Linked DNA regions of Mus musculus: region 1 is linked to region 2. Evidence: chromatin contacts called from public Hi-C data. All regions are on one chromosome and are shown on one strand. The core of a region is the stretch at or near the end of the contact, and the rest is flanking DNA. Distances in the headings are between cores, read along the strand shown.

Region 1 (5,875 bases), core at 292-2,791, 660 kb after region 2:
CAAGCCGAAAGTCCATTAAAAATAATATGAGATACTTAGAAAGTGACTGTGTGCTCTTCAAACTGTAGGGTCTTGCTAATGAACGTGTGTTCACCCATTAGTGGTGTCTCCACCCCTGGGAGCTTGTTAAAAATGAGACACTTTGGAACCCATCCCAGATCCCTCTACCTCTAAACTCTGTATTTCAGTAGATTTAGGGGTTCCACGGATGTTCGCATTGGAGAAGCACACCCCAGGCCTGAAAGTTCTTTTAAAAAATGTAAGGATTTTTAGGCTGGGCAAACATTTCCATTGGGAACACATGAAACTTCTACATGGAGTTCCATCAAAGACAATGGCAACAAAAGGAAACAATGTAAAAACCATGAAGGTGGCTGGGTGATTCTTAGGCACAGGCAGGTCCTGTTGATACCTCCACCGGTACTGGGGGCCCCCTCTCTGCCGGGAAGGGAAGTGCTCCTGTAGTTCTGCTGGTTGGTTGGAAAAGTGTGTGGGGGCAATGTCCAGAAGACAAGGCAGGCATCTGGTAAATAGTGGGGTCAGGACACTTGGGTGGATGTTTCCAAATCAGGATGTGGTGTACTGAAGGCCAATGCTTCCATGTTTTAACCCCCTACTCACACATCCAGTTAAAGTCAGAAGCCAAAGTCCAACAATGCTTCCCAAAGTGGCTGAACCCCAGGAGTTAAGTCGGACTTGTCGCCTGGCAGTGGTGGCGCACGCCTTTAATCCCAGCACTTGGGGGGCAGAGGCAGGCGGATTTCTGAGTTCGAGGCCAGCCTGCTCTACAGAGTGAGTTCCAGGACAGCCACGGCTGCACAGAGAAACCCTGTCTCTTCTCACTCGTTTTAGTGTGCCTGCCTCACGCAGCATCTTCAGAGTGCAGATGCCGCCTGCAGAGCGGGACGGACCTACCTTCAGCATACGGATTTCCCGCAGGGCTATTTTCCTAACGACACGATCATCTTCAGATTCCACGAATTTTTTGATCGCTACTACTTGTCCAGAAGATTTGTTTCTGCACTTGAATACAACGCCATAAGACCCTTCTCCGATCTTAGCTAGCTTTTCATACTTTTCCATTTTAGTTACAGCGACTTAATTTTAGTGTACCGGTCGACTTGAAGTTCAGCGTTGCACCTGGAAAATAAGAACGACTTTTCTTAATCAAGCGGATACAGGATGGTTTGCCTGGGTGGCCCAAGGTTTATTTCCACACTTTAATGTTTGCTTTTTTGTGTGCAGTAGAAGTGAACTCTCAATGGTATTTTGTTAGCACAGCTCTCTAGTCTTCTGGGGTCATTTCTGACAGTGGCTCTGTGCTGACCACATTTAGTTAACACAACCAAGCCTTGTCCGATTTATTGTTTTTATTACCTGGAGTAAATGATTAAAATACAGGGCTGTAAAATGCAGCTAAGGGGGCTGGACTTTCATACCCTTGAATAAGGAAGGTGTTTGCCTTCTTAGCTAGCTCACCGGAACCCCACCGTGAAGGGGAAGAATTGCGCAACAAGGCAGACTACAAAGCTCAACGTCCCCACCTGGTGGAGAGGAGAGGGAAAACCATGGTCGCTGAACAAGGCGGCTTTTCTCAGGACACTATTTCCTTAAAATGTTTGGATTCCATTTATTCTGGTTGTTGTTGTTGTTGTTGTTGTGTATATGAGATATATGAGATGTGTATGGATATGATATAAATCTGAGGTGTATATGTCTGTGTAGAAGGCGGTAAATTTGGAACGGATGTGAGATTGTGTGTGTGTGTGTGTGTGTGTGTGTGTGTGACAGCTAGAGTGTGGTAGTCAGAGGACAGCTTGTGTGTACCGGTCCTTTCTTACCACGTGGTCCTGAGGATGTGACCAAGGTTGTAAAACTTGCCTGGCAAGTGCCTTTATAATCTGTTCCATCCTGCTGGTCAAGGCACGGTTATCCTTTCTCTTTCTTCTCTCTTTCTCTTTCTTTTCTTTCTCTCTTTCTCTCTTTCTTTCTTTCTTTCTTTCTTTCTTTCTTTCTCTCTCTCTTTCTTTCATTTTGTTTATTTGGTTTTTTGAGACAGTTTCTCTGTGTAGCCCTAGTTGTCCTGAAACTTGCTCTGTAGACCAGACTGGCCTTGAACTCAGACCTCCACCTGCCTCTGCCTCCTGTGCACTGCCACCACCTGGCAAGGCACTCTTGTTCTTAGCTTTTATTTGTATTAGGGTGACCAATTCTTAGACCACCCCTAAACAAACAAATTATAATACAACAAAAAGGTCAAATTTTCTAATTTCCCTGCAGTCGTTCCATATCCACAGGACTTCTTAGAAAATACTAGATCTCATTTTTATTATTTTTTTGCACTGTTTTATGTTTATAATTGTGGCTAGATTAAACATTCGATGAGAAATAATACCAAAATGATTAATCAAATCAGGGTAGGAATTAACATTATAAAAGTTTGTAATGAGCCTCAGAAAGTCCACCTCTTTACCCAGTGGAATCTTGTATGTATAATCTAATAACTGTAGGAGCTCACCCTGAAACAGCAGTGCTTATTTACATATAGTATGCTAGGGCTGCTTGATCCAGTTGTACAGGTAAGAAAATTGAAACGCAGTGAAGCAAGTGCAGAATTACAATCGGTCTTCTGGGTTCCACACTGCACATCTGAAATCACCACACTGCCTGCCCTGCCTCTGAGTTAATTCATGGCTGTCTTAGTCAGGGTTTCTATTCCTGCACAAACATCATGACCAAGAAGCAAATTGGGGAGGAAAGGGTTTATTCAGCTTACACTTCCATACTGCTGTTCATCACCAAAGGAAGTCAGGACTGGAACTCAAGCAGGTCAGGAAGCAGGAGCTGATGCAGAGGCCATGGAGGGATGTTCTTTACTGGCTTGCTTCCCCTGGCTTGCTCAGCCTGCTCTCTTATAGTACCAAGACCACCAGCCCAGAGATGGTCCCACCCACAAGGGACCTTTTACCCTTGATCACTAATTGAGAAAATGCCTTACAGCTGGATCTCATGGAGGCATTTCCTCAACTGAAGCTCCTTTCTCTGTGATAACTCCAGCTGTGTCAAGTTGACACAAAACCAGCCAGTACAATGGCATAACAAAATTTAAAGAACTGCTCTGTTTAGGTCTTGGTAGAAGAGCTAACGGTTACCATTCCTTGTCTAACTCAGACATGCTTAATAGATACTAGGCTCTCAATCTTGTCAGAAATCTGCTAAATGAAACATTAAATGTCTAAGCTCAATATGATAGAAGAGCCCCTTCCCCCCAAATCCTGACAGTTTACCCGCCAAGGTCTCCAAGAAGATACAGGCACAGCGACAAGATTCTACCTGGATTGTGGTATGATAACCACTGAGTAACACTGCTCCATTGCCTTTCTGCTGCCAGGGCTTGGCCTACACCATGGACGAACAGCGGACACCCAGAGAGCTAAATGTCTCCTACCGGCTAAGACAAGGTGAGTCACTTCTCCCACATTCCTACTCCACGGGAAAAGCCTCTCATCTTCTGGGCCTGAGAGTCAGACTGACTCAAGTTGCTATGGAGACCACAGGGGCCTGGGAACTGCTTAGATAGTGGACATTAACCAACCTCTGTCATTTTAATTAAGGGCATCTAGATTGTAAAGTATTCTTCCCAGACTCCTAACTACATTGACGGCTAAGCTAACTGCAGCTTGACAGTTAGAAACAGACCTCTAGCTCCTTCCCCCAGGGTGATCCACCACCCTATTAGCTGGTTAGACAGATTTGCCTAACTCATGGACTTGATGATAAAGGATACACAAGTTCAGATGCGAGCTTTCACAGACATAACCTTCTGTTACTTCCTTACCTAAACTCAGCTTCCAGGGACTGTTTCGAATTCCTTTCCCTTGTTATGCCACTGTCCTAACATTAATAGAGTTCTTATAAATTAGCCTAACTCTAATAAAACATTCCAGTATATGATCCAACTTTTATAATCACAGGTTCAAATTTTAAGTTTCCTTTGATTGTCTTTTAACTATAAACTTAAAATGTTTCTTGTGCTACATCTAAACTATCAGCTATCATAGTTACACAAATATAGATTTCCTTTGGCTATCTTCTCATTATAGATTTAAGGTATTTCTTAAATCTATATGATCATCTATTATCAAGGTTTTAAGTTTCCTTTGTCTTTTAAATGTAAACTTAAAATTGTTTCTCATTATGATTTCTGTTCCATGAAGGGCTTTTGTCTTCCTGGGCTCATCTAAAAGACTCTTCATGCAGTTAACATACTTATCTCTCCTGTAAACTTACAATCTCCAGGAAACCCACTCAGATCGACCTCTCGTGGATCAAACAGACTCTATCCAGGTAAGTACACCTGCCAATCACTAAGTTCCTGTAGGAGGCTGTAGCCTCCCCTTTAGGCTGCCCGAGCTGCACCTTAAAGATGGCGCCTGCCAGATGCAGAGCTGGTGGTGTAAACAAGTCCATATTCGGTGGAGACGTGCCCCTGCCGCCCTGATTGGCTGAAGCCATGTACCTGGTGAGGTGACGTGGCCTGCCGTGAGTGGATGGGGGCTGAGAGTATATAAGAGTGAGAGGCCCGGGGTTCGAGGGAGATGAAGACTGAAAATGGCTGAATAAACTGCTGATAGAAGAACTGGTGGTCGTGTGGTTCTTGCTGGTCGAGGGTGGATGCGACAAATGGTGGCCCGTACAGAGAACCGACTTCCCCACCAAAGAGTTCAGAACTTTCAGCAGTCAGTGTTTGCCGGCACGGTAAGTTCACGGTAAGTGAAACTTACGACCCCAGGAATTTTGGGAAGGACCTCAGATAAAACAGAGGTGAATATAAAGTTGCCAGGAAGCAGGCACAAAGTAAAAGTGAAACCATGGGAGCGTCCTCATCACATCCGATTTCTTCAGCTCTTCAGGAGCTCCTTAAGTCCAGAGGTTTAAAAATTCAAAGAAAAACCACAGAAAAGTTTCTTGATGAGTGTGATGCCATCGCGCCTTGGTTCGCCGTCTCAGGCAACCTCACAGTCGCTAGCTGGGAGAAGCTAGGTAGGGACTTAGATGTTGCCTGGGAGCAGGGGATATTGAAGGGAGGCATGAGGGCAGTGTGGAAGATGGTAAGGAGCTGTTTGGATGATGAACGCTGTTGCAAGGCGCTAGAAGCTAGCCAGCAAGTTCTGGAGCAGTTGAAAGAGGAGAGGTCATTAAAATCTGAGAAGGTTGAGACATTGTCAAGCAGCTCAGAAAGTGAAACAGAAGAGGAACTGGAGCGGTTAGCAAAGAGTGTGGAGAAAACCAAATTGTACCCTGACTTGACTGAGCTAAAAAAGGAGAAGTTGAAGGAAAAGGGAAGTAAGAATAAGAAAGGACACACAGTGCCATCTGGTGGACAGAAAGGACAAAACAAAAGAGCCGAGGTGGAGGAGGAAGACAAATTAGCTTCGGAGCACCCTCCCTATGCCTCCTCAGCAGCAGCCTATGGGTGGACCTTCTGTCCGGAGGTTTGGAGAGAGGTTAGATCCTCCTTGCTGGGATGTCCTATTTTCACTGACCAAGCAGGGCAGAGATATCATGAGCCTCTAGATTTCGAAGTAATGCCCTTGATAAGGCAGTTGGTTTATGAACAATGTACCCGAGAGTGTAGGGCTGCCATTACGCCTTTAAAAAGCAAGGGTATCGAGGCATGGATGAAGGTTTGCCAAGAGCTTGGTGGGCCATTGACCAACGCTGGTCTTGCCGCAGCTGTCATGCAGTTGCAAAAGAGGAAGAGGGATGTGCCTCCCGGAGCTTGCTTTAGGTGTGGCAAGCATGGACACTTGAAGAGGAATTGCCCTGAAAAAGAAAGGGGCTCTGGGGGAAGCAGAACTCGCCCCCCCTGGGT
Region 2 (6,208 bases), core at 3,084-5,583:
CCCATAAAATCGACTATTGTATAGCCATTTATCCCAGGGTGGTGAAAAATCAGTAATTTACTACAAAATCCTATCTGATGTGTGCATACACAAACAGAGAGATAGACAATGTAACCATCGTGTGAAAACTGCTAAACAGCTACTTGAGAACCCTGCCACCCTCACAGCCCCTAACAGGCAGGGCCGCCTACTTCACTGCCTTCTCTTTGCACAGACCCCACCTTGGCCTGCCTACTTTTCATTTCAAGGGAAGTATGGCTACTACAGCTCTGTGGTTGGCTCTGCAGGCAAGGGCATGGGTCAATCTTAAGCGCGACACGGAAAGCAAACAAGAAAGCCCAGCCCACTGACTTCACTCCCACAGCAGTCAGCCATATCTAATCAATCATATGTGGCAATCCACCGAATGGCCCTCACCTCCTCTAAACCTGGTGAGAAATGGAGCAAGTACTGAGAAGCTTCAGTAACTGGAGAGACAGCACACTCGCCCTCCAGTGGGAACAGCACTGAACTCCCTCCCCAGAAGAGCGAGCTTTAAGAAATAAAATGCAGGGGTTTTAAAGTATTTTGTTAAGTAACAAATAGGACCTGTCACCCAGCGTTCAGGTTCCTATCTCGGTGGCAAAAGAGAATAGGAGATGAAACAAAACTTCAGAAATGAATTCATTGTGAAATGAAGTTTAACTACTCTGTGGCCAAATCTATTTTCCTTAAGGTTAAAACGTAAATAAAGTGACCGACTTCTCTGAAGCAACACACCTGGGATCTAAAACCCTCAAATGGCTACAAAATCAGAATGCTACCGCCCTTGAGAAGGAAAAGGAATAAAAATTGTTCCTCTGTTCTTTGCCCAGAGAAAACCCTCCTTATAAAGTCATTAAATGAACATTTTAAAAAGTTATTCCTACTTCTGCACCTAATATTTCTGGCTTTTGAGAGCTTACTTGAAAAAGCTTTGTTCCCATTTGTACATCAAACCTATGTCGAAACTGAGCACAAACAAGAGCTGTCAGTGTGCCTCACAGTTAAAGTGTCTTCTACTCCAGCAGTATCACCCTGGCTGGTGTTCAGTCACCCTAGGGAGCTGCCCAGTTCCAGCTGTAGAAAGGTTAGTTATCTAGGAAAAAGTGTCACAATTTTATTTTGGGGAATAATCAGAAATTTTACCATAAAGTTAAAAGCCACACTAAAAAAGAAAGGCTGTAGAAATAAATGGCTCAGTGAAGACAGCAAACCCACACTCAGTTCCCAAACCCACATAAAACGGCTCACAACCGCCCCTAACTCTCTCTCCAGGGATCTGACCCTCTGGCCTTTGTGTGCACCTATACTCAGAGCATACACGAACACATGCAAGCACACACACATTTTTAAAAATAAATATTTAAGAAGAAACAAAACAATAAAAATCCTGAAAGCCTGTGCACCGTTGTGGGGCCCACCTACAGCTACAGTCTCATTTTCTCTCCTGCCTTGTTTCCCTGTAACAATCCCTTTACTGTAAGCAGCAGCTTCTCCCTCTCCCCGTAAAAAGTCCACAGAATTTCCAAAGCACGTCACCCAACAGACTGAGCACCGACAGAAAGACTCCTAGAATCCTATCAACTAGAAGGTCAATCATACAACCATGGAGTGTTGGATCCTAAATCCACTCTGGAGGCAGGCGCACTTAGCCTGATGTTTGGAAGACCCTCGGTTTGATCTTCCACACACGGAGGGAAATGTCTTGGGGGTATTTTCTTTTTCTACATGAGTTCACACAAGCACACAATTTAGTTTGTAATGCAGGTGACTCAGAAGCAAACTGGCGGTGTCGGGCCTGCCTTAGAAGTCATTTGATAGGAATGGCTGTTAAGTGAAAGTCTTCCACACATGACCACCAAATGAAAGGCCGAGATCTATGAGCAACGGCAGAACAGTTAACAAATGGTAGTCGAGCGCTACTTATCAAGTCTATAATGACAATTTTGGAGTTTTGGTTTCTGTAAGAAACACAAAAGTATTTTAAGACTACGTTTTCACTTGAATCCCAGGTGTGGGACACGGGGCTGCTTCAGACTGTCCACACAGGTGTGGGACACGGGGCTGCTTCAGGCTGTCCACACAGGTGTGGGACACCGGGCTGCTTCAGACTGTCCACACAGGTGTGGGACACCGGGCTGCTTCAGACTGTCCACAGCCACTGACCAGGATTTCCCAGCTGCAGAGTTTCTGTGATTGTGTGTTAGTTGGAATTCTGTGGAGTTTCCTGACAGTATATAAATGCTAGAGCCAAAGGAGGCAGTGTGGGTTGATGGTCCTTTGTTGTTGTTAAGTAGTCGGGCACAAAGAAGAAACAAGAAGAAAAAATTACATATCCTGACAGCGAAGATCAAACTTGCCCCAAGGACACCCCTAATCAGCAGGAAGTAGTCTAACGATAGAGTTGCCCCTTTCCCACCCCTGACTTTATTCAGGGATCTCTTTCCTCTCTCTTATCTAGGGGGTGGAAAGTGTGGCAGAAAGGGGTGGAGAAGGGTGGAAGAAAGAAACCACAAAGTAGCCAAAGGCGATAGTCCCAAGACACTCTCTCATCTCTTCTCAGTGTCCAATAGCATAAAACATGCTCTTACCCATGACTGAATCAAACTTATGCTTTTCCTATTGCATACATCAAGTATGTTGACACTACATCTCAAACTGTTCTCACACACACACACACACACACACACACACACGGATTCCAAAACAAATCAGCCACCTAAGGTTTTTAAAAAGCCTCTCTGGAAGTATTTCCAAGGGCAGAGGGCTACCACTGTAAACAGTTCTGACAAGAGTTTGTAGTTGACAGGTTAACAAACCTCATTTCTTTTTCTCGTTCGAAAATTCTAAGTTATCCTCACCTCTGACATATGTCCAAGAGCTACCATAAATGGTGAAATGTAAATTAAAGTTTTCTATAAAGTGTCTGTGGTAAATATTTAATCAAAATGTTTTAAATTTTATCCAGTAAAGCCTTTATCAGATTGTGGAAAAGGAAATACAAAAGCGATCTCATACCCGGTGTGTTTACTCTACGCTTATCTTGACCTCAGGTATCTAACCCTAAGCCCTTACGATTTCTAAGCCTTTGAAAAACTTTTCCGCCTTTAACCATCGCAACTCTCAATAAGGACTTCGTGCGTTCAATTCGCACCACGGTGAAAGATCAAATGCTACACTCCTAAAAATAGGGGTGCTGTGAGTGAGAGCAACACACAACACCGCGCTGCCAACGCAACTGCGTCTTCGACGGGGTAGGGGCGCCATGTACACACACATACAGTAGGAGCTCACATTCAGCAAAACCCAGGAACGACGGGATCAGGTGACTTCAAACCAGACACTCTCAGCCTGAAGCGAATGACTCGCAGCCCCAGGGCTCCTAACCCCAGTCTGACAACCGGAGCCAACACTTGCAACCCTGGCCAATCCACGCACAACTCGTGCGAATGGGTTCGGCGGAGCCAAGAGCTGGTGAAGCTGAAGCTGAGCCCGGGCCCCAGCCCTGGCCTGCGGACTGCGGCTCCCATCGGGAAGGAAGGGTGTGTGAGTGTGTGTGGTGTGTGTGTGGAGAGAGCTCTGCGACCTGGCAGCCAGGTGCCAGCGGTTCCCGCGTCCACCGCCACCGCGGGGCCCAGCGCGTCCCGCTCGTCCCTCCCTTCCCGGCCCGCGTCAGGCACCCAGGGCAGTGAGTGCCCGCCGGGTGACCGATCCCGTACCGCCCGCCGACCTCCGCGCGTCCCGGCCCCGTGGCCCCGGCTCAAGGCCGCCCCCTTGGGTCGGGGCGGACACCGCGGCGGCCACGCGGCGGCGGCGGGCAGGGGGCCGGGCTGCCCGTTCCCCCGGCAGCTGGGAGAGCCGAGGCCCGCGGGCCGCCCTCTCAGGCCGCGCGGCGGAGCGTGGGGCGCGGCTGCCGCTAGGCCCTGCGAGCGAGCGAACGAGCGTGCGAGCGAACGGGCGGCCGCGGCGGCCAGAGCCGAGCCGAGCCCAGCCAGCCGCGGTCTTCGACCCCAGCGGGCGACCGGTGCCCGCCAGCCCGAACGGCCGCAGCCTCCCCGACTCCCGGCCCCCCGTGGCCTCGGCCCCTCCGGCCCGTACCTAGGGAGGTCGTAGACGAGACGTGGTTAACTCCGACGCTCGAGTCGCTGGTCTGTCGCCGGCGCCTCAGCCCCTGCTGCGGCTGCTGCCTTCGCGCTGCCTCGTCCCCCTCCGCCATCTTGTACCGATTTAAAATTAACTCCCCACTGACGTCAAACGCCGCCGCCGCTTTATCAACCTCCCGGGAGCCGGCGGGGCGGCCTGCGGGTCCTAGCGCCGCCCTCTGACTTGCGCGGCCCAGACACGCCCAGCCACGCCCATCAGCGCCCTCGCTCCTCCTCCGCCCGGGCCAACCTGCCGCGGAGCTCCGCAGCTCTCAGACTTCTAAGGAAGAGTTGGGGAACCCCCACTGCGGCCGGCGCCATCCCGTCCCTACCTTCCCGCTCTCGGGGCCACACCCCCTTGCCGCAGGGCGGAGAAGGCATCTCCAGTCCCTCCTTTCCCAATTCTCTTCGCATCTCTAACGTTGACTCTGCACGTGAGGTTACATTCGCATCCTTTCCCTCCTAGCTTTCTTACCCCCAGCCCTCTTCCCTGCGAAGCCAGTGCCTGGCTTCTCCTGATATCTTGGCCCTACACAGAAAGGTTTTCTCTTTCCACCACTATCCTACAATTTGTTTGCATTGGCTCCCCATCGCCTTCTGAGGCTACTTTACCCTCTCAACTATGCATATCTGAAACCCAAAAAAATACCGCTCTGATCAGAGAAGGAATTCTAATACATCCTCTCCTAACTGTGATGAACCTTCTTCTGGGGATCCACTGGCATCATGTAGAAAGTTCGAGAAACTTTATAACAGATACGTCAACCTGTGGAGGCAGCTGTGGAACACAGTTCTTAGTCTCATGAATTTGTACCACAACCATGGCTGCAGGAGAAAATCCTTTTCTCTTGAAAAAGTGGGAGCCCAGGTGTCCAAATGATTGTCTTACCCCAACCTCTTAAGCCTATACTTTGCAACCTTTAATTCCACAAAACCTCTAGAAAAAAACCGTTAGTGTCATCAAACTTTGGAGGGCATCATTCCAGATGGGCTTTGGTTGAACTGTCTGGGGATTAAGTCACCTGTTCTCTATCTTTGGAGACACAGATTGTGAGTTCCTTCTGCACTAACTCTGTGTGCTGCTCCCATGTTTCCTGAGCAACCTAGTAAGGGACTTGCTTGATAGTAGGTGTGCTTGCTTGCTTGCTTTTCTTTTCTTTCCTTTCCTTTTCTTTTCTTTTCTTTTCTTTTCTTTTCTTTTTTCTTCTCTTTTTGTTTGGTGGTGGTGGTTTTTCAAGACATAGTTTCTCTGTATAAACCTCTGTATAAGCCTTGGCTATCCTGGAACCCATTTTACAGACAAGGCTGGCCTCAAATTCACAGAGCTTGCCTACCCCTGCCTCTTGAGCGCTGGGATTAAAGGCATGGACCCCCACGCCTGACCTTAGATTTTCTTTCATAATCTCTCTCTGTGATAACTATTGGAGATTGTACACTCCGCGGTGTGCAGGTGCTTGGGCATGAAAGAAGATGTCAAGATGAGGATTTTTGCCTTCAAAGACCAAAATCCCATTTATTGTCAGTGGTTACATGACACTGAGCACACCCTATCAGATATCCTGGGAAAGTTAGTCATTCCCAAAGCTGTGCTGCTGGCCAACTGGTCTTCAGAGGGGGTTCTACTCGCAGACACTGGCATCTCATCAGCTCTGCTACAGCACCCCAGATAGAGCCACACCTCCTGGATCCAGTGAATATAGAGAAACCTAACTCAGGTCGTCACAGAATGAACACTGACCCACGGTCAAATCCAAGTTTAAAAAGCCACCTTCATTATAGTTACCTCTCTTCTATTCAAACCAAAGAGACACATTCCAGACTTCTTTCTCCTCTTTCCACCCAACAAATCTTCTATTGTCATTGTGACTGCTGGATCTCTCCCTAACTCACTTCCTCTCCAGCACCACCCTAGCCTGTATCTTCATTCAACCTCCTATCTCCCCCACTCCCCTGTAACAAAGTATTTCCCTTCTCCTGTAGACTCTTCACCCAGCCGAAGGTTTGAGTTTTGTTTTGTTTTGTTTTTTTTAACATACAAATAGGAT

What was found. Hi-C and Micro-C count contacts between places; a contact is called where the count stands out from the background.
Region 1: a Hi-C map of the Ba/F3 cell line shows a contact between it and region 2, with 2.9 times the contacts expected there. The contact joins the enhancer-like site here to the promoter of Atl2 in region 2. A contact is called at or near these places in 1 of 39 promoter capture datasets (pre-B cells), 4 of 484 Hi-C or Micro-C datasets (the Ba/F3 cell line, CD4 T cells, CD8 T cells and 1 more), 3 of 115 datasets of contacts at active chromatin or transcription factors (memory CD8 T cells, pancreatic cancer cells and pro-B cells) and 1 of 9 other capture datasets (liver).

What each region holds. Positions count from the first base shown.
Region 1 is chr17:80,559,435-80,565,309 of GRCm38.p6, forward strand. It overlaps Cdkl4 (cyclin-dependent kinase-like 4), which reads right to left. Exons shown (of 10, transcript NM_001360143.1): 2 at 916-1,140. The coding sequence starts at 1,083. Among named protein-coding and RNA genes, the nearest start is that of Cdkl4, 15 kb to the right of the region's middle. Within about 2 kb of position 1,542, at least 36 of the 459 cell types and tissues checked have an H3K27ac peak or open chromatin away from gene starts, as enhancers often do. A contact at or near this core is called in the Ba/F3 cell line, CD8 T cells and liver, where this site is marked.
Region 2 is chr17:79,891,790-79,897,997 of GRCm38.p6, forward strand. Atl2 (atlastin GTPase 2) reads right to left here and starts at 4,334. Exons shown (of 13, transcript NM_019717.3): 1 at 4,120-4,334. The coding sequence starts at 4,237. It also overlaps a transcript of Gm41625 not described here.